2 separate regions of the Siniperca chuatsi genome follow, and region 1 is linked to region 2. Evidence: chromatin contacts called from public Hi-C data. All regions are on one chromosome and are shown on one strand. Each heading gives the region's core, a stretch centred on a gene start, on an enhancer-like site or on the middle of the called end of the contact. The rest is flanking DNA. Distances are from core to core; before and after follow the strand shown. Region 1 holds the start of thrap3a (thyroid hormone receptor-associated protein 3). Region 2 overlaps map7d1a (MAP7 domain-containing protein 1a).

Region 1 (5,542 bases), core at 3,014-5,513, 38 kb before region 2:
AGGAGGAAATTGCAGACTAGACATGACAGGGATTTCAAAAGCAGCGCACGCTATCACATGGTGGTCCCAGTGTGTATCCTTTCTACTGTTTTGAAACGTATTAAAATGGATCCATCTTCCCCCGCCTCCTCCTCATGCTCTACGAACGCCCCACTCTCCTCATCCCTGGCAGCTTGTTGTTTTTGGCCTTCAGAGAATAATTTCCTGAAGGTTGAGCCGCAACAGACCGTCAATTTAGCTTACTGTGCACATTTCGAGAATGGCATTCAGATGTGCCCCTTTCCAGCATGTGGTAGCTAAACAGTAAAATAAATCAGTTGTAACAACCCACCTTAATTTTGCTTTATATACCAAATAATTAGGAAGTTCTTGAGGAACAGTTTAATTCTCATATTATTCTCAGTTTGTTAAAATAACTATAATAAATTGCTTAAAACCAGCACATCTGTGTTTAAGACACTTATTCATCTTCATATGGCTGAAAATAGTTTCCTTGAAACTTCTGAATGGGTGTCAGCAGAAACTGTATACAAAACAGCTATACAGAGCTAAGTTTCCCCAGCCAAAGTAACTATTACATTATGACTGCTTTATTAACACACAAGAACCTTATTTTAGCATATAGTGTGACTATATGTATGTATAGTATATGCATGTAAGAAAGTGGACTGTCCTTGCCTCCTGTATTTAATATAAAAACTAGTTAGTAGAATTAAATTGGGTTCTGTTTCGATAGCCTTACTGAACGCTTGATTGATAACCAGTTGCAGCTGTCCCTGCTCCACACTGTGTGGTCGGCAGCCTAATCTCTGAGATTTCAGCCTCTCAAAAAGGCTGCGGTAAGCCTTGTCTGTAATCCCTCACTACTAGAGGGATTACAGACATACAAATGCAGTTACTGACACACGTGTCTTACTATACTTGTGAGGCTTTTTAGTTTACATTTTTTCCCCTAATGTCTGCTTTCTCACTTTTACCACATCTTAACACTGAGCTAACTACTTCACCAACTGCCAACCTCATCCATCTGCTTATCAACCACTGAAATGACATTTCTCATTAATACCATTACACTTGTTAACTCTGTACCAAATCCTAGACTTAATGATGCAATCACAAACGGCAGCACAGTGCCAAGAAAAACAACACATTTCCTGGTTTAAAGTCTAACTTCAGTGTTCCTGGTTTTAGTCTCAGAGTTTTATCTTCTGGGTCTCCTTGTTATTGATAATCTAATCCTTGAATCATCAGCTGTAAGATTTTGGGATAAACAGAATCATCCTAAAATAGAGAGTATTGGTAATCATAACAATAATTAACCAAAGATAAGCTTCTTCACAAAAATATCATCTTGAACTTGTTTGACTGGCATCTTAATGGACAACTTTGGCCACCTTATTCAAAACAGACCAGGAACAACACAGTGTTAATGGGAACATCATGCAAGACTAGAAAAAGCAGCTCTTCAACATTGTAGATTAGAAAACAATTGCGGGAAAGGACCAAAATTAACCGAACCGAACAGGGTATGGTGAATAGACATGTTTTTAGATAGTTTAAAACCGAATTAAACTGATTCTCTCACATGGATAAAAGTTCAAGACCACGCACACACAAACATGACTAAGAGTCCCCCTTGGAGTAGAGAACGACAGCTGTATAATCCTCATCACCTGTTTATTTCATGTAACAGCAAAAGTAGCTCTGATCAACAATGGTCCGGCAACTCGATACACAGCTCAAAGTGTAAGAAAAGAAACACTCCACTCAATCAACTGCCCTATCATTAAGACTGGGATGCCACAGTGGCAGCTGGAATCACATTTGCTATCTATATGTGCCCCTGAGACACCCTGCTCGCTATTTCAGAAAAGCCACAGCAACTGTCATTGGCACAATCTTTGGTTATTGAAATGTGGCAGTCCCTCTTAGTATTCCCTGAAGACACTTCACATGCCAAGGCAGTTAATGGATAGCAAAGCCACTGGCAGTGCTGTTTAAGGCAAGATAAACCTTTCAGCTTCCTTCATGGGTTATTAAATGAAAAAACAACAACTTCTGAATAGCCTGATTCATTCAGTTAGGTCTGATCCAGAGATTGCTTGCTGCATTTTCTTTTGCTAATCATCTACAATGAATGAAAAGAACACTATTCAGCCTGGCTTTGGCCACAAGTTTAATGATAACATAACATGATCCCAGTTGCAGTTAACTTTCTGCTAACTAAGGCAGTTCAATATCATTCTATTATCAGCGGGTTTTTGGAAGGATGTGTTCTGCTTTTTATCATTCAATTCTATTTGAATGATTCTATTTAATATCTATTTGAAAAAGTTCTCACAGCAAAAATCAACAGTTTGTAAAAGTAGCATCTGCCAGTTTCTACGATGTATATGAGGCTACTTTTGCCTGGAAAAATGGCATACAGCAGGGTGTCAATGCGGCATCCTCACACCGACATGCTTCTCAGCTGTCTGTCATCACCACGTCTGTGGAACTCTGCTGCGTACAAGAGGGAACTCATCAGCTGAAGGTCCTCTCTATTTTGGTCAGTTGGGAACAGCCTGGCAAATTAGTTATAGTTCCAAAATGTGTACAGTTGTTTGTGTTTTCCTGCGCCTTAAAGTCTCTGCATAAAGACACAGTCAGTGTTTATGTTGTTAATTATGAGTGGCATGTTGTATAACAAGAATACTTTCACTTAAGCTGTAGAAACACCAGTAAATTTCATTAATTGAGGAGTGTACGTTGCTTGCACACATTACGTTTCTTCTCTAAAGAAGTGGCACAAATGTGAGTACCACCTATGTCAATGATAGCAAAGGTTTCAGTTTGATTAAATGTATATCCTCCCAAAGAAAGGGGCAAGCGCGCACACAAGTGAAAACAAAACTAAATGTGTTGTAGTGCTACTTCAGTTTGTGCAAGCATACTTAGACGTGGGCACACCTTTTCATTGTGTGTTTACTTTTGTGCTGTTAGTATTTGTTAAAGAGGATCAACCAGGATCCTGCAGCTCAACAGGAAATTGCATGATAATGTTTTCAAACTTTTACGCATCAGTGTACCCTAGAAAGAGATTTACATTGCACCACAAACCCCATTTAGATAAGCATTTACAGGAAACTAGTGTCTATGAGACAATTCTTGTAGCCTATATATGACTTGTTAGGCTTGGTTCAAGATTGTAGCTGTTTACTGTAGGTGGAGGGACAACTTGGTGAAACCTGCAATCACAACAGTCATTCTGTCATTGGGCTAACCACTAAAAACATAATTATAATATATATGCATATAACTGTTGTATTGAAGTCCCCCCTGAACCCTCCGGTGGTCGGAGGAAACACTTTGGAAATCACTGAATCATTAAACAACGTTCAAAATATAAATGTTGCCTAACAGCATAATGATATTAAGGCTATGACTGCTGAGCTTCCAGCAAATGATTCAACCCTTACTTCGCAGATATTTTCACTACACTTCTTCAGATGACATAACCTTACTCCAAATGAAAGCATATCAAAGCCAATGGATCACGTTCTGGATGGGTTGGACAGTGCATCCTGGAGTTTCCTCATGTGTACCATTCAATAAAGAAAATAACAAATCTATCCGGAGGACACACTTAACATCACATCAGGAGATCATTTAGAGCAATGGCTCCCTCTGAAGATAAAACACTATATGGTCTAACAACCTACTGACCAAATGTTGATACTTTTCCAGTCGCTATTTGTGCCCAGAAGTGTAATTTCGAAGCTTGGCGGCAAATCATATTTCATATAGTGACTTTTTGGCATGGATGATCCCTGTGCCTCGTAAGACTCGTTTTCCATGTTGCTACCATTGAAAATACATAATTTTCTATACATTTATTTCATCTTTACACCAGATTATTCCCCGAAAATTAGAGAGAAAAATAAAAATAATAAACTCCTTACCGGTCGGCGTTGTCGTTCAATGTTGTCGCGTCACATTCAGGCAAAACGGTGTAATATTGCAGAAATTGGTTAAATGGCTATTTCTCCCTGGTCTTCTGTGTGTCAGCGCTGTTATGCCCACTTTATGTCAGTGTGTGCATGTGTGTGTGCGTGTGCGTGTGTGTGTGTGTGTGTGTGCTGGCTGAAGTCTGCGGTGTTAAGAGAAAGGGGGTGTGACCGGCTCAGAGGGTCATATTTCCTTCCGCCTTCACCGCCTCTGTCAAACCAAAACACCTTAGTAACATCGCAGTGAACGGGAGTGGAGTTCAGTCAGAAAACCGTGTATTAGAAGCACAATAGTCCGCCGCCTGTAATTACATCATGGAAGCCTAATAATCCCTGACGAAAACTCGTGGTCCTAAAGGGAGCAGCTACTTGGTATAGTTACTGTGTCTGTCGTACACAATGGTGTCAAATGACATTTATTATAGTCGTATTGTGAAATTATTGTATTTCCATTAGTTTATTTCTTAATAGGATGTAATTTCCTTATTCCTTTTGCCTCATTAGTGGACAGCACATTTACTGTACTAAAATCCAGTTTTTATTTGGGCTGTTTGCATTTTACACAGTTGCTATTTGCCACTTACAATCAGCAGCCACTTTATTAGGTACTCCTGTAGGTACAATTCAATGCAATCCAATACAACAACCCTGCCATGACATCAATCTTTACAAAGCTCATAATGTTCAGTTTTTGGTTACATTGTAGGAAATGTGTAAATTCATTGTTCTTAGTTAAATGTGTGTGTTGTACTGGACTACATTATATTGAGATGTGTTTCTCCTTCACATTTGCATACATGTGAAGGGCACAGTATTAAAAACACCTCTCTACGTGATGCAGTCCAGTACAACACCATCACTAATTATGGCCTTGATGCTAAAACATATAATTTAATTAATGCCTCTACAAGTGTCAACAAAAACTGGACAGATTTATTTGATTGAGTTCAGGAATCAAACAGTAGACTTTTTATGGCAGAACATTTGTTTCAGATTGCATTAGAGTGTACAGGTGTACCTAATCAAGTGGCCACTGAGTGCATATTTCAGCAGGAAATGTACTCTTCCCTCCACTACATGCATCTGATAGTCATAGTCGTCATTCCTGCAAATGTTACCCTAAAGGGGAACCACTGAGGCCAAAAAACTTTTAACTCTTAATCCATTCAACCAAGTGTCATGACACCTGTTTTAAGGGACGAGGTAGAATCAAAATATGAATGGGAAATATTGCTCGCATTGTGCTGAGCAAATATTGTTTATGAAATCAATTGAGCTGTGGGAAATCCTGTTTTGTGCCTACCACAGTTTCATCAAAACAGATGAAAGTGACTGGCAATGACAAACAAAACGTTTAATAGGTTGCAGTTGTACTTATGACTAAGCCAGCGGAAAGGCTAGATCCATTGAACTCTCTAAGTACTTATGAGTTACAGATCATCTGTGCCATATTTAAAAGGAGTGTTTATGATTCATTGTTTTTTTTTAAGTTTTTTTATTCCTCTACTTGGACATGAATACCATGAGTGGTTTAAATGTGAAATTGCAGTTTGCAG
Region 2 (6,273 bases), core at 756-3,255:
AGAGGAAATAGGATAAAGCTGTGCTGTATTGTACTAAAATACAAACTGTGTGGCTAATTTGTATGCACAGAAAGCAGATGTTTGATACAAGATGCGACCTTCATCTGAGGACACAGCTAGCCTGAGAGAGCAAGACCATAACTGCAGCTGCCACTCAGCATTTTTAAGATCCAAGATTATTCATGGACAGCTCACACACTCATGGCTTCGGCATTTAGTTTGGCTGCAAAACTTCTGCCTCAGGACTTTGCCCCTTAGGATACTTTTAGCCACCTGTGCTTGCTGACCACAAACTCCTCTTTGTTGAGGTGATAACAACAGTGGGCCAGTCAGTAACAGTGTATTGTACTGTGTGACTAAGCAGCGAGCCTTTGGGGCAGAGGACATGCTGTTCTTGCGGGCTAATTCCAGCAAGCAACCAGGCTTGGGCTGGCTGAGCCAGGCCTGACATGCCTAGATAAGAGTCTTTCTCAGATGGAGAGAAGATGAGGAGAGGGAAAGAAAGGCTTAGCTAGGATACTGAGGCGGAGCTTACGTAGATGTGGGTGGCATACTTGAGTAGATGGCCATGGTACAGAACACACACGTGCAAAGATCTGCACAAATCCACACACAGATGATTGACACAGGGAGGTCTCCATTATTAATGTTTATATATAGCTTCATGCTCACACACAGTTTTAAGCCCTATTAAATCACGGCATGCAGACAACCAATCCAGGATAAGCCAAAAACATCATTCATCTTGGTTTCAGGGAATCGACTTTCAAGCCTGCCTTTGTCATGTCAAAAGGCAGACCACAGAGTGAACATACCCCAGAATATAATACCTCCACTGAGGGAGTCAAGTCAAGTCAATTCTATTTATATAGCCCAATATCCCAAATCACAAAGCCTCAGGGCGCTTCACAGTCTATATAAAATACGACACCCTCTATCCTTAGACCCTTGATTCGGATAAGGAAAAACTCCCCAAAAAATCCTTTTTAACTGGGAAAAAAATGGAAGAAACTTCAGGAAGAGCAACAGAGGAAGGATCCCTCTCCCAGGACAGACAAACATGCAGTAGATGCCGTGTGTACAGAATAGAGCAACATAATGAAATTACAGTATGGGGAATCATGATGACAAAATTATAAATAGAATAACATTTATGAAGAATGGATCTTATTGTAAATTAATACACACAGAATACATTTTGTGTTAGTCTGAGATGTATGCAGTTGAGAGCAGAGCCAGGACTACTTTCAATCAATCAGTTTTCTTCCCAAAAAAATCTAGGTCAGGATTTTCAGAAAACCTTCTTTATAGTCTTTATAAGGAAGGAATGAGAATGAAACTTCTACTTTTATTATAAAAAAAAAAAAAATGCATTTCCGTTTTGAAATGGGTGACTTAAAAACCTGGCTGAAAGAACAATGATGGGAGGACAGATGTATTGCCCTACCCTTTTCCTCTCCAGCCTCTCCTGCTCCTCCTTCTGGAAGTGTTTCTCCCTCTCCAGACGCTGCTTCTCCGCCTCCTCCCGGGCTCTAGCCTCAGCCTCTTCTTTCTGAAACACACACAGGCGAGAATCCAACCACAATTTTAATGCCGGCAGAAGGGGGAAAAAAACACAGCCAAAATAACATGCCTTGTACATAACAAGGGTGTGGTTGCTCCCTGCAATTATTGTTTACAACCACAAAAGGGATATTTTCCTGTACCTTTGAGCCAAAAAGATCTATTTTCAACATTTACAGCCTCGTGAGGACCATTCAAAGCGAAATACAATACTTAAGCCTTTGCATAATTATATTGGATCATGTTTAACCACAAATGCCACTTCTGTGAAAGACCACAAGGGGGTAGCAAAGCATAAGAACTGGATAACAGAGATAAGACAGTGCCAGAGCTAATCATGTTACTGGTCTACAGGATAAACAAATACAGTAATGAATAGCCACATTTCCTGTTTCAATCTGTTTCTGCTAATCATGCATCATTCTCTTCTACTTCTCCCCAGCAACATCCACAAACACAGGAAGAGTCAATATTACTCGTAATGGTTATTTGACAAACTGAAAAGTAAAAAGGGCCCATTCATTGTAGCTACCAGCTCACCACTTTGGATTAATATTTGCCTTTTAAGGACAACATCCTACTGACGTATGAAATACTGGACTGTGCTTTTGAACGAGCCTGTTATCGAAAAAGGTCAGTGTGAGGTGAGCAGCTGAGCTGAGACAGTAAACAAGTGACACTGAAAAACACCACAAACCGATTGTTTGCCAAAGATAGGAGAGCGTATAAGTTTGTGGTGTGATGGGCAAAGTGCCTGGGAATTATGTCAGGATGCAGTTAGTGCATGCATGTGTGTCTTGACCTTTACTCAAAAGGCAGTAATAACTGTCACAGTGGTGCTTGATGGTCCTTGTCATTACCATGGGCTTTAAGTACTTGCAAGCTCCTTTCACCCTTATCTGACTAACTAGACCAGTCCATTGCATTAACACCCAACCGCGTTAACAACTTCCATTTTAGGTGCTTTCTCTGCATGCTGGCCGTTGACAGTCAGCATACCTGTTTTTGCAGGCGTAGGTTCTCCTCCTGCTCGGCTTTGGCTCTCTCCTGAGCCTCCTTCTCCTCCTGCAGGCGCTGGGCTTCGTCCCTCCTCCTCTGCTCCTCGGCCATGGTATGGGCCTCCTCCTCCCTGCGTTGCCTTTCCTCTGTCTCCCTCGCTATTCGCTCCTCTCTCAAGATCCTAAAGAGTTTGAGCATAAGGCTGATGATTAGTATTTTAGACAAAATTATGTACACATGCAGTGTTTGGCACATGCAGTAAACAATTAAATGTAAATGATTCTATTAACAGGGCATTTCCTCTTTAGTTTACACTATCTCTGCTGAATTGACATTGAGGCACAAGCAACAGGGAACCAAACTATTTAAATATAAGGGCTAACTAGAGATCACATCAATTCCTGTAAAAGCCGTAAATAGTAACTTGCTGTGGTTAGAATCAGCCAACAGGCTATCAAATTCTTGATGCTTACATACATCACGGCCAGTGTTGAGTGAGGTCTCATTCAGATATGCATGTGCTGTGATAATGCATGGAGCCTTCCTGTTTAGTTTTACTGATTACTGTTTTACTTCTTTTTCATTTATTACATGGGAAATAGCTAAATGTCCTCAGTGAGGTTTGTTTTGCAGCATAAAAACAGCTACAGCAGTGTATTCTACACCAACCATTTCACAATATCATTACATAAATAATAATATACTGTATTTAACTTCAACAATAGTTCAAATGTCATATATACTGTATGACTGACGTTTACATTGCAAATGTGCATTTTAATAATGGTTTCTCTAGTCCCCTATATGACCTTCTGTACAATTCTTGAGATGGCTGACAGGGAAAAAGAAAGTAATGAGTAGTTAAAAGACCAAAGTGGGAAAACAACTTGGGGATTACTTACATTCGGCATGGACACAGACATGTTTAAAATTCCTTTTTTCTCTTGCACAGTGAAAGAACTTGACAGATCTTTGACTATGCAAGGGCAACACTGTGCTGACACTAGGTGTGTTTTGAGTCATATTAAAACCCTCTGACCTCTCCTTCTCCTCCTGTTCGCGGCGTTCCCGCTCATCCCTCTCCCTCTGCTCTCGTGCCTGTCTGCGTTTCTCTGCCAGGATGCGAGCTGCCTCCTCTGGGTCGTTGGTGCCTGCCATGGGCTTGGCTGATGGAGAGGGTGCAGGTGATGCTGCAGGGACAGAAGGAGCTGAATGGGCCGGCTCAGGTGAGGGGGGGGCTGCAGTGGTCGTAATTGGTATGCTCGACGCATGGGGTGAGGCGGCGGCTGAAGCTAATACAATGGCAGGAACCACAGGGGAACCTAAAACAGGGAAAACAAGTGTTACAGAAGAGCCAATAACACACAAATCTTGTGCTGTGTAACTTAACTTTTAATGTGATTATTTATGCTTCCCTACAAGTAATCTATTGCATGTCTGTCCATCCTGGGAGAGGGATCCCCTCCTCTGTTGCTCTTCCTGAGGTTTCTTCCATTTTTTGGGGGGGGGGGTGTTCCTTATCCGAATTTAGGGTCGAAGGATAGAGGGTGTCGTATGCTGTACAGATTGTAAAGCCCCTTCAGGCAAATTGTGATTTGTGATATTTTGTGCTATATGAATACAATTGACTTGACTTAATGACTTTTAAAGTGGTGCCCATTGATTAATCAATAATGATTGATTAATAATACATTAACTGCAGCTTTTTCTCTTCACATTCCTGTGAAACATTCTGTCCCCAGCAACTGGAAATGGTAAACAGCCGTAGCTTCAGCCCAAGAACTTGGTAATTACATAATTAAGGCTGATTAGTGCAGCCTCTTAGTGCTGTGTGTGGCTCACTAAATACACTCCTTTTGTTTTCATGGCTAATTAAGCCTGATGGTAATCTTTGCCTATTGCGTCTTGAAAGAAATACAGATTTTCCAGAGGCTTGTTCACTTTTTCCATTAGATCCATTCTTCTGGCCAGTCACAGGAAGACTAAGCCAGACAGTGAAGAACTCTTTGGGTATATAAAAAACTGATAAAAATTACAGAATGACTCAGCTATGGAGGGAAGCTACCCATAATCCACATGTACTGTATCATAAGACTGTGCAAATAGGACAGTTAATCACTGTGGAGATGAAAAAAATGCAACAAAATGTAGGTTACTGTGCAGTATACTGTTCTACAAAAGAAACAATCTTTACTCAAGGTCCACTTACTAGCTTGTTCCATAGCTTTCAATCGCTTTTTATGGTCTTCATCAGCAGATGGAGCTTGCTCAGTGGTCATCACATGACCTAATCATGGAACTTCGATCACTTGATAACAGGTGGTCAACCAAAGCTTCATACTTAGTCCACGTGATGTCAACTGAGCAAACTTCATTTACTGATGAAGCTTGTGAGATGCAGTTGAAAGCTCTGGAAAAAGTAAGTGGCTCTTGAATCACAATTTTTTTCTGCTGTGTCTAATATGCAACACATGTAGTTCTGTACCGAATGAAGTTTTTTTACATTTGAGCTTCTTGAGATTTTCAAATGAAGTTTTGGATGTCTGTCATCATATTTTATGAAAAAAAAAAATCCTCAAAACAAAATCCTCAATTTGTCTTCTTTCTTTAATGAATATAACTCGTCAGTTATGGTATCGCTAGACCGCACTTTAATACTGGTGTGTGGCAAATGGGAGAGCAAACAGTTTTTTAACCGCATACACACCTGCATGAATATATATGTTTAGTTTTTGAATTCCTCAGTGTAGGCCGTATTCTGCGATGGAAACGCGCTACAAAACTATGAACAGCAAGTCTTGACTGATGCTCATTGAGCTTTCCAATCCAGTCCAGTCAGAAATAATCACCATCAAAACTGTTTTTTTGTACTCACTCTTTCTCTCCTCGGGGGTGGCGGGCCTGCAAGGCTCCTTCACTCTTTCGAGGGGGACGGGGGAGGAGGTGCGGTGGTCTATCCTGGCAGGGGTCCTGGCTCTTTTGGGTCGACCTTTAGGAGTCGAGGGGCTTCCACGTGCTGATAGAGGCTTGGGGGAGGCAGCAGGGCTGGGAGAGGCAGTTCTGCCCTTGGGCATGGCTGGGGATGACGGCCGTTGTCTTGATAAAGGACTGGGACTGGAAGAAAGGAAAATACAGGGGTAAAATATGAGGCTGATAGAAAATGAATGCATTTACACCAAGTTGGGCACATTATTCTTTTAGACCTGAGCTACAATGTTTGTTTAAAATAACATGTCCTGAAGAAACCTGACTTCAGCGAACAGGTTCACAGCAGACAGGGCACTCAAACATTGCATCACCCTTAAAATGCATTATCGGTCAGCATCCCAGCTATGCACAGGCAATGCTACACTTGGAGGGGAAACATCCATTATGCTGAAGAAGATTATTTTTTCCTTTTAAGCCTCTGGCACTGATGGCACTGACAGCTCTGGAAAGCTGTGTTGCCTTTTTGTTGAGTCAAAAGATCTTTTTTCTACTATTTCATCCCTTCTGTCATAGATGCCATTTCTTTCAGTGGCCTGGGGATAAGAGAGGAAATGACCACTCATCCTGGCATCTTTCACTCAATGCCTCAGCTTAAACAGTGAGTGAAATATGCAGTCATTATAATGCAGACGTAAACATGGTCGTTCTGGCTAACCCAGCCGTTGACCAGAAACAAGGGGGGTCAAGAGGATGTAACGTTAACCTTGTTTACAATACGGATTT

What was found. A called contact is a pair of places that touch in the nucleus more often than the background predicts.
Region 1: a contact with region 2 is called in a Hi-C map of an unstated tissue, with 3 times the contacts expected there. The contact joins the promoter of thrap3a here to the enhancer-like site in region 2. A contact is called at or near these places in 2 of 3 Hi-C or Micro-C datasets (skeletal muscle and an unstated tissue).

The regions. Positions count from the first base shown.
Region 1 is chrLG9:9,080,225-9,085,766 of ASM2008510v1, reverse strand. thrap3a (thyroid hormone receptor-associated protein 3) reads right to left here and starts at 4,263. Exons shown (of 11, transcript XM_044208455.1): 1 at 3,942-4,263.
Region 2 is chrLG9:9,038,748-9,045,020 of ASM2008510v1, reverse strand. It overlaps map7d1a (MAP7 domain-containing protein 1a), which reads right to left. Exons shown (of 19, transcript XM_044208449.1): 11 at 5,438-5,676; 12 at 3,602-3,884; 13 at 2,563-2,743; 14 at 1,448-1,552. Among protein-coding and RNA genes, the nearest start is that of thrap3a, 40 kb to the left of the region's middle. Within about 2 kb of position 2,005, the one cell type or tissue checked has an H3K27ac peak away from gene starts, as active enhancers do.